Regions from separate parts of the Sus scrofa genome. Here region 1 is linked to region 2. A link is a contact called in public HiChIP or PLAC-seq data. All regions are on one chromosome and are shown on one strand. Each heading gives the region's core, a stretch centred on a gene start, on an enhancer-like site or on the middle of the called end of the contact. The rest is flanking DNA. Distances are from core to core; before and after follow the strand shown. Region 1 overlaps SGPL1 (sphingosine-1-phosphate lyase 1). Region 2 has its middle 13 kb from the start of LRRC20.

Region 1 (5,325 bases), core at 1,730-4,229, 400 kb before region 2:
ATTTAACTAAATAGTAAATATTCAATTTTTTCCTTTTTCCTTTATATTTGCCATTTTGAAATAAAAGCTAAATTAGGATCTTTATCTAACTGCATGCAGTTGTTGTGAACAGGAAAGCAACAAATGCAGACCAGTATAGAGGTGAGGCTATTACTTGGTGAGCAGCATTGCCATGAGTGATGGGATTTTCCAAAATAATAGATTTAAGAGTTGATAAAGTTCCAAACAAAATGAAGGATAACTTATGTGCAACTTCCAACCTGATAGATGGAGGAGTGTATAACCATGTTTCTATTTGTCTTTTTATGGCTGCACCCACAGCATATGGAGATTCCTGAGACAGAATCTGAGCCACAGCTGTGACATACACTACAGCTGCAGCAACACCGGATCCTTTAGCCCACTGTTCTAGGCTGGGGATCGAATCCATGCCTCCACAGTGACCTGAGCTGCTGCAGTCAGACTCTTAACCCACTGTGACACGTGGGGGAACTCCGAAGATGTTTTTAAAGAAATCCGCTTTTTCTTGTATGAAAATGAAATTCAGCTCTTGGCTCATGTGGCTATGAATTGGCTTTTCACCTGCATGATTATCCTTGCAGCATGTTAAAAGATGTGTAGACTCAAGACAATTCTTTATTGTGAGGGGCTGCCTTTGCAGCGTCTGCATTACAAGATATCTAGCATCCACCACCATCACTCAAAGTCAGAACTACTCCCATCCTTGTAACAACCAAAACTTTCAAAATTTTGGGGATGTCCCCTAGGGAGCCAAACTGTCCCACTGAGACCTATTACTAAGGATTGATGAGAGGAATAGGCTCTAACAGAAGCCTCATTCTAATATCTACAGCTGAATACCTGTCAGGTTAAAAGGGACTCAAGCAGCATTCCAGCCCATCCATCCCACCTAACATTGCATGTCAGACTCTCCAAGGGGCCTCTCCAAGTCTCCATGTCAGAGCTTTCCTCCAGACCTGGTGAAGGATGGGGAGGGCCCAGACATCGGTATTTTGAACACCCCTCAGATAAAAGTTGCTAAATTCTATCCATTCTCATCCATTTCTATGCCTTGGTCCCACAGCTCATGGAAAGTGAACTTGGAATTCCTGACATTCCAGCTCTAGATGCCCAGGCCCAGAAAATGCAATGAAGCTTGGAGGACAGCACGCTGGCTTTGAGACTCACGTGCTGCATGGCTTGGGATGCACCATTCCCCACTACAAGTCTCAATTTTCTGAGCTCAAAATTGGATAGGGAGGAGAAGCTGCTTTCCAACACTGTCAGTCTAGAATGCTCTATGCCCACTTTGGGTTAAACTTTCCGGAAGCCTCTGTTTAAAAACTCCACGTTTCTGTGCTCAGGTTCCAGGAAGGGCCCTCGATCACACACTTCTTTGGTTGGAGAGAGTGTCCAACCTGGTCCTGAGCTGATGATGAGTGACATGGCCAGAATGCCCTGGGAAGCCAGCCCGCCCTCCCTCCCCCTCCCCCACAGTGTTGACACAGATGGCATTCGAAGCAGAGGCCCCCAAGGTTATAAAAGTCCTGTGTAAACAGAGGACCAAGGGGGTCAGTAGGAACCTTGGTCCATGGTCACTACCTGCCTGGCCCTGCAGAACCGGTTTCCAGGGCTGAATCACCCAGAGGAGCGGGGCTTTTGACAGCTAGGTGGCACCTGTAGCCTGAGCTCAGGGTCAAGGCTGAAGGAGAGGGTGTCCAGCTCTGCACGCAGATGAAAAAGCTTTTAAGGCTTTAAAAATAGAATTGAAGAAATTTTCCCTAGTAGGTTTTTTGTTTTGTTTTGTTTAATTAAGGGCAGTTATTCTAGATGCTCCATGATTGGGGGAATGGACCTAGGCAGAGTGACCAAGGACAGCACGAGCTGAGAGCACAGGCTGATCTGGAGTTAACCAGGCAGAGAGATGCAGGAAGAGTGCCCCAGCTGAGGGAACTATATATGCCAAGGCCAGGATGGCAAGAGTAAGAGGGAAGGGAAGGGGAGGCTGGTGTACAGGTCAGTAGGGACAGATGTGTAGGGCAAATGCACATGCCTTCAGGGGCCCAAGCAGGAAACGTGAGAGTTACCATTTGGGAATGTAGGTCTCAGGATTATTCATTTATCCATGTAACTATTTAATGTTGGTTGCAATAGCCTGGGTGGGGGACGTATCACTGAGTAAAACAAAGATCCCTGCCCTTATGCAGTTTACAGTCTAGTGGAAGGAGAGAGACAAATAAACGGAATAAGTGAACTATATGGCAAGTTAGAAGGTGCCAAGAGCTATAGAAAAAGAAGCAAAAACCTAGCATGGGAAATAGAAATTGTTGGGCATAGAGTTGGCAGTCATGGGTGCTGCTGTTTTAAATAGAACAGGAGAGTAGGCTCAACATCCCAATTTTCCAAAGAAAGTCAGAAGTGCAGTCTCTTTGGTAAAAATGTCTCAATTTTAAAATCATGATGTCCTAGGAGCCTGCCGGAGTAGGGGGTCATTGTCATTCTCCTCGCTAGGACTACTTTAGTTCCTTATGTTGAACAGTGGGAACAGTTTCAGCACCCCAAGGGACCAGAGCCCAGGAGAAGGGTTTGTCATTGCCCTGTGGAAGCACCTTCAGATGTCACCAACCAAGCTTCCAGCCATGTGCAGAGAGCTCTTCCTTTCTTTTAGTTGCCCCAGCTCTTCAGATGTCCCATGTTCTTGGGGCAGACATGGAGCTGCCCACAGCCCCGCCCCTCTCCCCCCACCATTGCCCAAGCTCTGCTGGGAAGACCCGTGCTTTAGAGGGGAAAGATGACAGCCCTAGAGCAGAAAAATGCACAGTATGGACACCAATCCTGTCTCCTGATCTCTAGGCACTGGAGGCACATGCAACAGGCAACAGACTCTTTATCCTTAGTTAGCAAGAGGAAAGAGCAAGCCAGCATAATTTCTGGACAAAAAGAGCTCAAAAAGAGTGTAGGACTATGATGTGTTCTTAGAATTTGCATAATATGTCTTGTGACCATGACATACTTGCTGAATCACCCCTATTTGTTTGGCTTTTTTTTTTTTTTTTTTTTAGGGTCACACCCTTGGCATATGGAAGTTCCCAGGCTAGGGGTCGAATCAGAGCTACAGCTGCCAGCCTACACCACAGCCACAGCAACGCCGGATCCAAGCCACATCTGCAACCTACAGCACAGCTCACAGCAACGCCAGATCCCTGGCCCACTGAGCGAGACCAGGAATCAAACCTGCATTCTCATCGATACTAATCAGACTTGTTTCCACTGCACCACAATGGGAACTCCCCCCCCTCCCCACTGTTTTGGGGTATTTTTGTCTTTTTAGGGCCATACCTCGACATATAGTTTTCCCAGGCTAGGGGTCCAATCAGGGCTACAGCTGCCGGACTACACCACAACCACAGCAACGCCAGATCTGAGCCACGTCTGCGACCTACACCACAGCTCACGGCAACACTGGATCCTTAACCCACTGAGCAAGGCCAGGGATCAAACCCGCAACCTCGTGGTTCCTAGTCAGATTCGTTTCCACTTCGCCATGACAGGAACTCCATCCCACCTCCAATGTTAATTCCATCTTTCTCCTCCAAGGGAGAGAAAAAAATTGGAGATGTGTAGTGATTGTCAGGTGATCTAAAAGGTCATAAAGAAGATCATGACCAAGAGACTGTCAGAATTTTGGGCAACTTATTCAGTTTTTTGAAGTTTTGTTTTTTCATCAAAATATACTACATGTACTGACCAGTCCATGAATCAAGCAATAGAGCTTGGTGAATATTCACAGAGTGAACATCAGTGCTCGGCACCCCTATTATGAAATGGAATGTGGCCAATTCAATTGTTTTTAAATTAACGCACTAGAGGATGGGATACAGGTGGTATGTGTCCTGAGAACTCAGAGCGCTGTAGGATATGGTATTTTTAATTTCATCGAAAGAGCAGCAAGCAGCCGTTGAGGTTGTTTTAATCAAGGAGCTGACTGTATCACATTTGTATTGTGAAACAATTCCTCCACATAATATAAAGGCTGGGAACAAATCCAAGTGGGCAAACTGGTTACAAGGCTTTTGCATTCATCTCAGCAAAGAGTGAAGCTACTTGGTCCTAGGCTAGAACAAGGCCATAAGCTCAGAAGATGGCAAAATGAGATAACAGAATAAAAAGAGCTTCCCAGAAGCACAGTCACACTGGTGCCCTGGCCAGCAGGCTCCCATGAGTGACTTCAGGTTAGTAGCCCCAGGGGAGAAGTCATATTCATTGCTCAAGACAAACTAACCCATATCTAGTGGGCTATACCTTGAACTTTTAGAGCCAGACTCGGGTATCTCCCCCTTAACACTAAGATTCTTTCTGGTCATTTTCCATGAAAAAAAAAGAGTTGGTTGGAGTTCCCACTGCGGCGCAACAGGATTGGCAGTGTCTCTGCAGCGCCAGGACACAGATTCACTTCCTGGTCCGGCACAGTGGGTTCAAGGATCCAGTGTAGCTACAGCTTCAGCGAGGTCACAACTGTGGCTCAGATCTGATCCCTGGCCGGGAAACTCCATGTGCCGCAGGGCAGCCAAAAAAGAAAGAGGAAAAAAAAAAAACAAAACATTGGTTGCAACAATAACTAAAAGAATGATTACATTCACACTGATGTTATTTCTATCCACCCTAGCGTTGGGTGTTGAACTGTCTCCCCCAACCACTCCCGTGTTTTAGCCCTAACTCTCAGTACTTCGGAATGTGACATTCATTGGAAGTGGGGTCATTGAGGGTGTGATTTGATAAGGTCACCCTGAAGTAGGGTAGGCCCCTAAAACCAATATAACTGGTGTCCTTATACAAAGGGGAAATTTGGACACAGACACGCACACAGAGAGAACCCCGTGCGGAGACGAGGGTGATGTTTTACAAGTCAACACCAAAGACTGCCGGCAAACCGCCAGGCTGGGGCAGAGGCACTGGCTGGATTCATTCTCACAGCTCTCAGAAGGAACTGGCCCTGCCCACACCTGATTTCAGACTTTGTCTTCAGAACAGAGCGATGATAAACTTCTGCTGTTCAGACCCTGTTTATGGTCCCTGGTTACAGCAGTCCTAGCAAGCTAATACACCTAGAATCCCAAACTAGCCCCAAACCTCAGTGGGCTGACAAAGGAGGAATGGGAAGAGTAGGGTGACATGACCACTCCTAATAGACTCATGTCCTCTCTTAGTCTCGAAGTATCTGAGTAGTGGTTGGGGTGAGGGAGCCTCTAGAAGCCCTGGGGTCCACTGCCAGCTGGCTTCCAGTCTGGAACTGAAACTCATCCTTGTGGATCTGCTTGAGGAGAC
Region 2 (4,897 bases), core at 165-2,664:
TAGCCCACTGAGTGAGGCCAGGGATGGAACCTGCATCCTCATGGATGCTAGTCAGATTTGTTTCTTCTGAGTCATGATGGGAACTCCTTAATTGTATGATTATTTAACTAAGAGCTGCCCCCTTCCTCTAACTGTAAGTGCCATGAAAGCAGCCTGTCATGGTCTCTGCATTTCCCCAGGGACTAGTACAGTGCCTGGCATATGTAGGTGCCTGGTAAATACCTGTTGAATAAATAAATGATTTGTAGGACATTCAGGAGTGTCCAAAAAAAAAAAAAAAAAAAAAGGAGTGAAGGGATAGGTAAGGGCCAGACTGTTCAGTGGTTAGAAGCTAAATTGATTTGGAGGGAATATAGAATTGTAGCCCTAAAAAAAAATCACTTTCATTATGAACAACAGAATAACAGAAGCTAAAAGTGTTTTGGGGAGCATCCTTGACGGGCATCCTATGTGTCCATTCAATGGTCACACTGAGCCACCTCATGGCTTGGCATGAGGGTGTTTCTCTTGGAAGCTCTAGGATTCTTCCTCTTTCTAGAATGGCTTGTATTGTGACTACCAGACAATACTCTTAACAATGTCCTTCTGAGGAAGGAGTTTCCACCATCATGGTAAGAGGAGGGAAAATGCAGGGGGAGAAGGGAGGAGTATGGGGGAGCCCCAGCTTGGCAGTTTCAGTGAGGTCCACAAAATGCCACACAGCTTGCTCCGGAAACAGGTAGGAAGATGAGTACATGGGGTGCTAGGTACTGAATTGTATCCTCTCCAAATTCCTATGCTGACGCCCTAACCCGTGTGTGACTGCATGTGGAGATGGGCCTATAAGGGGCAGTGAAGGTGTAAAGAGGGCACAAGGGTGGGGCCCTAATCCCACAGGGCTGGTGCCTTTCTAAGAAGAGAAGGAGATGCCAGTGTTCTCTCTCCACCACGTGAGGCTATAGTGAGAAGGTGGTCATCTGCAAGCCACGGAGACAGACCTCACCAGAAACCAAAGGGACTGGCCCCTTCGCCTTGAACTTCCCAGCCTCTAGAACTGTGAGAAAATAACTTCTGTTGTTTAAGCTGCCCAGTCCATGGTGTTTTGTTATGGCCGCCTTCCCTAGGGCAGAGACCACTAATTGTTCCCCAGTGTCCATTTCTTCCACCTCCCTCTTTTCTTTTTTGGCCATGCTCAAAGCATGTGTAATTTCCCGGGCCAGGGATTGAACCCATGCCACAGCAGCAACCCAAACTGCTGTAGTGACAGCTCTGCATCCTTGAACCATTGTGCCACAAGAGAACTCTTCCCCTTTTTCTTTTTATAATAATAAAATCCACGTGTTTTAGCTGGGCACAAAAATATCAGCTATAGACTACATTTCCCAGCCTCCCTTGCAGTTAGGTGTGGTCACATGACCAGGTCTGGGCCTTGGGATGTAAAAGGGAGGGCTGAGAGGAACATGTGGCTGTTCTTAAAGGCAAAGTGGCTTGTTCTAGACCTTTTCTTTTCCTCTTCCTACCAGCTCAGAAACAGTGTGACTACAACAGCGGCCTTGGACTCAGAGATGGAAGGAACATATTGAAGATGACAGAGTAACTGGCCATCTTGCTTTTAGATGATCTTTTGGACCAGAGTTTCCCTAGATTACCTGTTTCATAGGAGAGAAACTATTTTATAAGCTGAAAGATTTGGAGGTCTTTTTTTTTTTTTTTTTTTTTTTGGTCTTTTTAGGGCTGTACATACAGCATATGAAAGTTCCCAGGCTAGGGGTCAAATTGGAGCTGCAGCCACTGGCCTACACCACAGCCACAGCAACACAGCATCTGAGCTGCGTCTGCAACCTACACCACAGCTCAGGGCAACGCCAGATCCTTAACCCACTGAGCGAGGCCAGATATTGAAGCTGCATCCTCATGGATATGAGTCAGATTCTTAACCTGCTAAGCCATGGTGGGATCTCCTTGGAGGTCTTTTTTTTAATAGCCTTGATGCACCCTAGTTAATATACTCCCTGAGAATAAAGTAGGAGTATTTCTTGTGTATTTTCAGATATACTTGTCCTTCAACCCTGTTAGGGGGGATACTCTCCACTCTGATTTTTCTTACATATACTTTTTTGTTGTTGTTGTTGTTTTTTGCCTTTTCTAGGGCCATTCCCCTGGCACATGGAGGTTCCTAGGCTGGGGTCTAATCCAAGCTGTAGCTGCTGGCCTAGGCCACAGCCACAGCAATGCCAGATCCAAGCCGCATCTGTGACCTACACCACAGCTCACGGCAATGCTGGATCCTTAACCCACTGAGTTGAGGTCAGGGATCGAACCTGCCACCTCATAGTTCCTAGTCGGATTCTTAACCACTGAGCCACGATGGAAACTCCTGATTTTTCTTACATATACTTTGTTTTCAAGTCACAGAGCAGTCTTCTTGCTGGTCTTCAGTTTTTTCAGGCTTTGTAGGTGTAGGATTGGCATCAGAGAGTGAGTGTGAAACCAAGCCCCCCTAAAACCAAGTTCCCTTATCTGAATTTATGATCAGTTTCTCTATCCAAAACTTCATTCCCTTGCTGTCACCTCTGACCTCAATCCTGTGCTAAATAGCCATCAACTGGTCAGATGACTAAGACTGCTGCTGTTGATAACACTGTGAATGTGCTAAAATTGCTATCATAGAAACTGTCATTAACTTACAAACTCGGTTGTTTCTCCAGGGCAAGATGAGCTTACAGAACCCCAGCCATGGACCACCCAGCCAGAGAATCATAAACCAGAGACATCCTGACTCCCCAAGCTATAGTCACAGAAATGTCACATGATGATGATTAATCCCAGAGTCTTTGTTCTTTCCCTTTATAAAAACTGATCATGGAGTTCCTATCGTGGCTCAGTGGTTAACGAATCCGGCTAGGAACCATGAGGTTGCGGGTTCAATCCCTGGCCTCACTTAGTGGGTTAAGGATCCGGCATTGCCGTGAGCTGGGGTGTAGGTCGCCGGCGCGGCTTGGATCCTGCGTTGCTGTGGCTCTGGTGTAGGCTGGCGGCTACAGCTCCAATTCGATCCCTAGCCTGGGAACCTCCATATGCCATGGGAGCAGCCCTAGAAAAAGGAAAAAAGACAAAATAAATAAATAAATAAATAAAAATTAAAACAAATCAAAGACTAAATGGAAGAGTTCCTCTTGTAGCTCAGTGGGTTAAGGACCTGACGAAGTCTCTGCGAAGATGCAGGTTCTATCCCTGGCCTCACTCAGTGGGTTAAGTCTCCAGCCTTGTGGTGAGCTGTGGGGTAGTTCACAGATGCAGCTCAGATGTTGTGCCGCTGTGACCGTGGTGTACGCCTCAGCTGCAGCTCTAATTCAACTCCTGGCCTGGGAACTTCCATGTGTCGCAGGTATGGCCGTAAAAAGAAAACAAAACAAAACAACTAAATGGAGTGGATCTGGAACTTGTCTCCCACTCCCTTGCTTGGTGCCCTGCAAATAAACCCTTATTTTACCACAAACACCCACTGTCAAACATTTGGCTTTCTGTGGTCCCTTAGCTCTGTTACAAATGCCTTCTTAAATTTTGTACCTTGGGAGCCTCTGGTACTCTCCCTAGTTTCAACTCTGGCAGAAGTGATAGCATTTTCATTAAAAAAACAAACAAAAAACGTTAAATATATGCTTGCTTTTTGTCCTAATTGCTAGGAATTCAATGCTAGGAATTCTTATTATGGAAATAAATAAACAGGTTTCTAAACCACATGTACAAAATGATCACTTTCTTGAAAAAGTTCCTATGTAAATATAAGACTGGAAGGATATGCATCTAAATGATGACAGAAGTTACATTTGGGAGATAAGGTTATAGGTAGTTTTTTTTGCTGTTTTTTTTTTTCTTCTATTTTTTTCTTTTCTGATCATGGCCATGCCCATGCCATATGGAAATTGCTGGGCCAGGTATTGGACCCCTGCCACAGCAGTGACAATGCTGGATCCTTAACTGCTAGGTCACCAGGAAACTATAATAGGTGCTTTTTTTCCCCATAATTTATTTTGTTTTGCAAATTTTCTGTACTCTGCCAGTAATATTTTTACAGTTGAGAAAAAAAAAAAAACCCCACTATTTACAATGTTTTTAACTCCCTCTTTTCCAAAAGTGACCCACTGTGCCTGGGTGAAGCACCTTCCTGTCCTCCTCCCTTCGGGGGAACAGTTTCCCATGAGGCTTTCTAAGCCCTTCTGCAAAGAGCACCACAGTCTCATACTACAAACCTCTCAGACAGACAGTCCCAAGAGTCCTAGGGCTGGGACAAGCCTGTTGGTGGTGCTGTCTTCTCTGAGGTCACTATGGGAGGGAAGCTGATGGCTTAAAGGCCCTTTGTAGTGCTGCAAAGAACTGCCCCCACCCCAAATCTCTACTTCCTCTCCTGACTTATTCCCAGGTTAGCTCAGGGACCTGAGACCTTGTGGATGGAGTCTGATGGATGGGATTTTAACACTGACTCTGCCAGGTACAAGCCATGTGACTCTGGGCGTGTCATCCAGTCTCTGTGCTCAATGATGCCATCCCCAAAATGGAGCTAACACTAGTAGCTACCACTCAGGGTGGTCTTCTGGAGCCAGGAAGAAAATGCATGTGAAGTGGGGATCTTAGCTTGGCATTAGGTGACTCAACAAGAGGTAGGTGCTGACATTGTTACTGACACCCTGGTGGGTGGGTGTGTCTCCCTCATCAGAAACATAATATTGGATCTGCTAAACTTTTGATCAGCCTCCTTCCTCTGCAGGCCTGGCTCATGGCACCACCCAGTAAAGGCTCAAGCCAGAAGCCAGGATATCATCCTTAAGACCTCTCTTTCAGTCTCCAGATACAATTCACCTCCAAGTCCTGATGGTTCTGCCTTTTTTTTTCTTTTAGGGCCACACCCGAGGCATAT

Evidence for each region. HiChIP or PLAC-seq counts read pairs in DNA pulled down with a chosen protein or histone mark.
Region 1: a contact with region 2 is called in an H3K27ac HiChIP or PLAC-seq map of alveolar macrophages. The contact joins two enhancer-like sites.

The regions. Positions count from the first base shown.
Region 1 is chr14:73,711,350-73,716,674 of Sscrofa11.1, reverse strand. The region is part of intron 1 of SGPL1 (sphingosine-1-phosphate lyase 1); the gene reads right to left. Among named protein-coding and RNA genes, the nearest start is that of SGPL1, 17 kb to the right of the region's middle. Within about 2 kb of position 2,979, at least 3 of the 83 cell types and tissues checked have an H3K27ac peak or open chromatin away from gene starts, as enhancers often do. A contact at or near this core is called in alveolar macrophages, where this site is marked.
Region 2 is chr14:73,307,403-73,312,299 of Sscrofa11.1, reverse strand. No RefSeq gene overlaps it. Among named protein-coding and RNA genes, the nearest start is that of LRRC20, 13 kb to the right of the region's middle. Within about 2 kb of position 1,414, at least 21 of the 83 cell types and tissues checked have an H3K27ac peak or open chromatin away from gene starts, as enhancers often do. A contact at or near this core is called in alveolar macrophages, where this site is marked.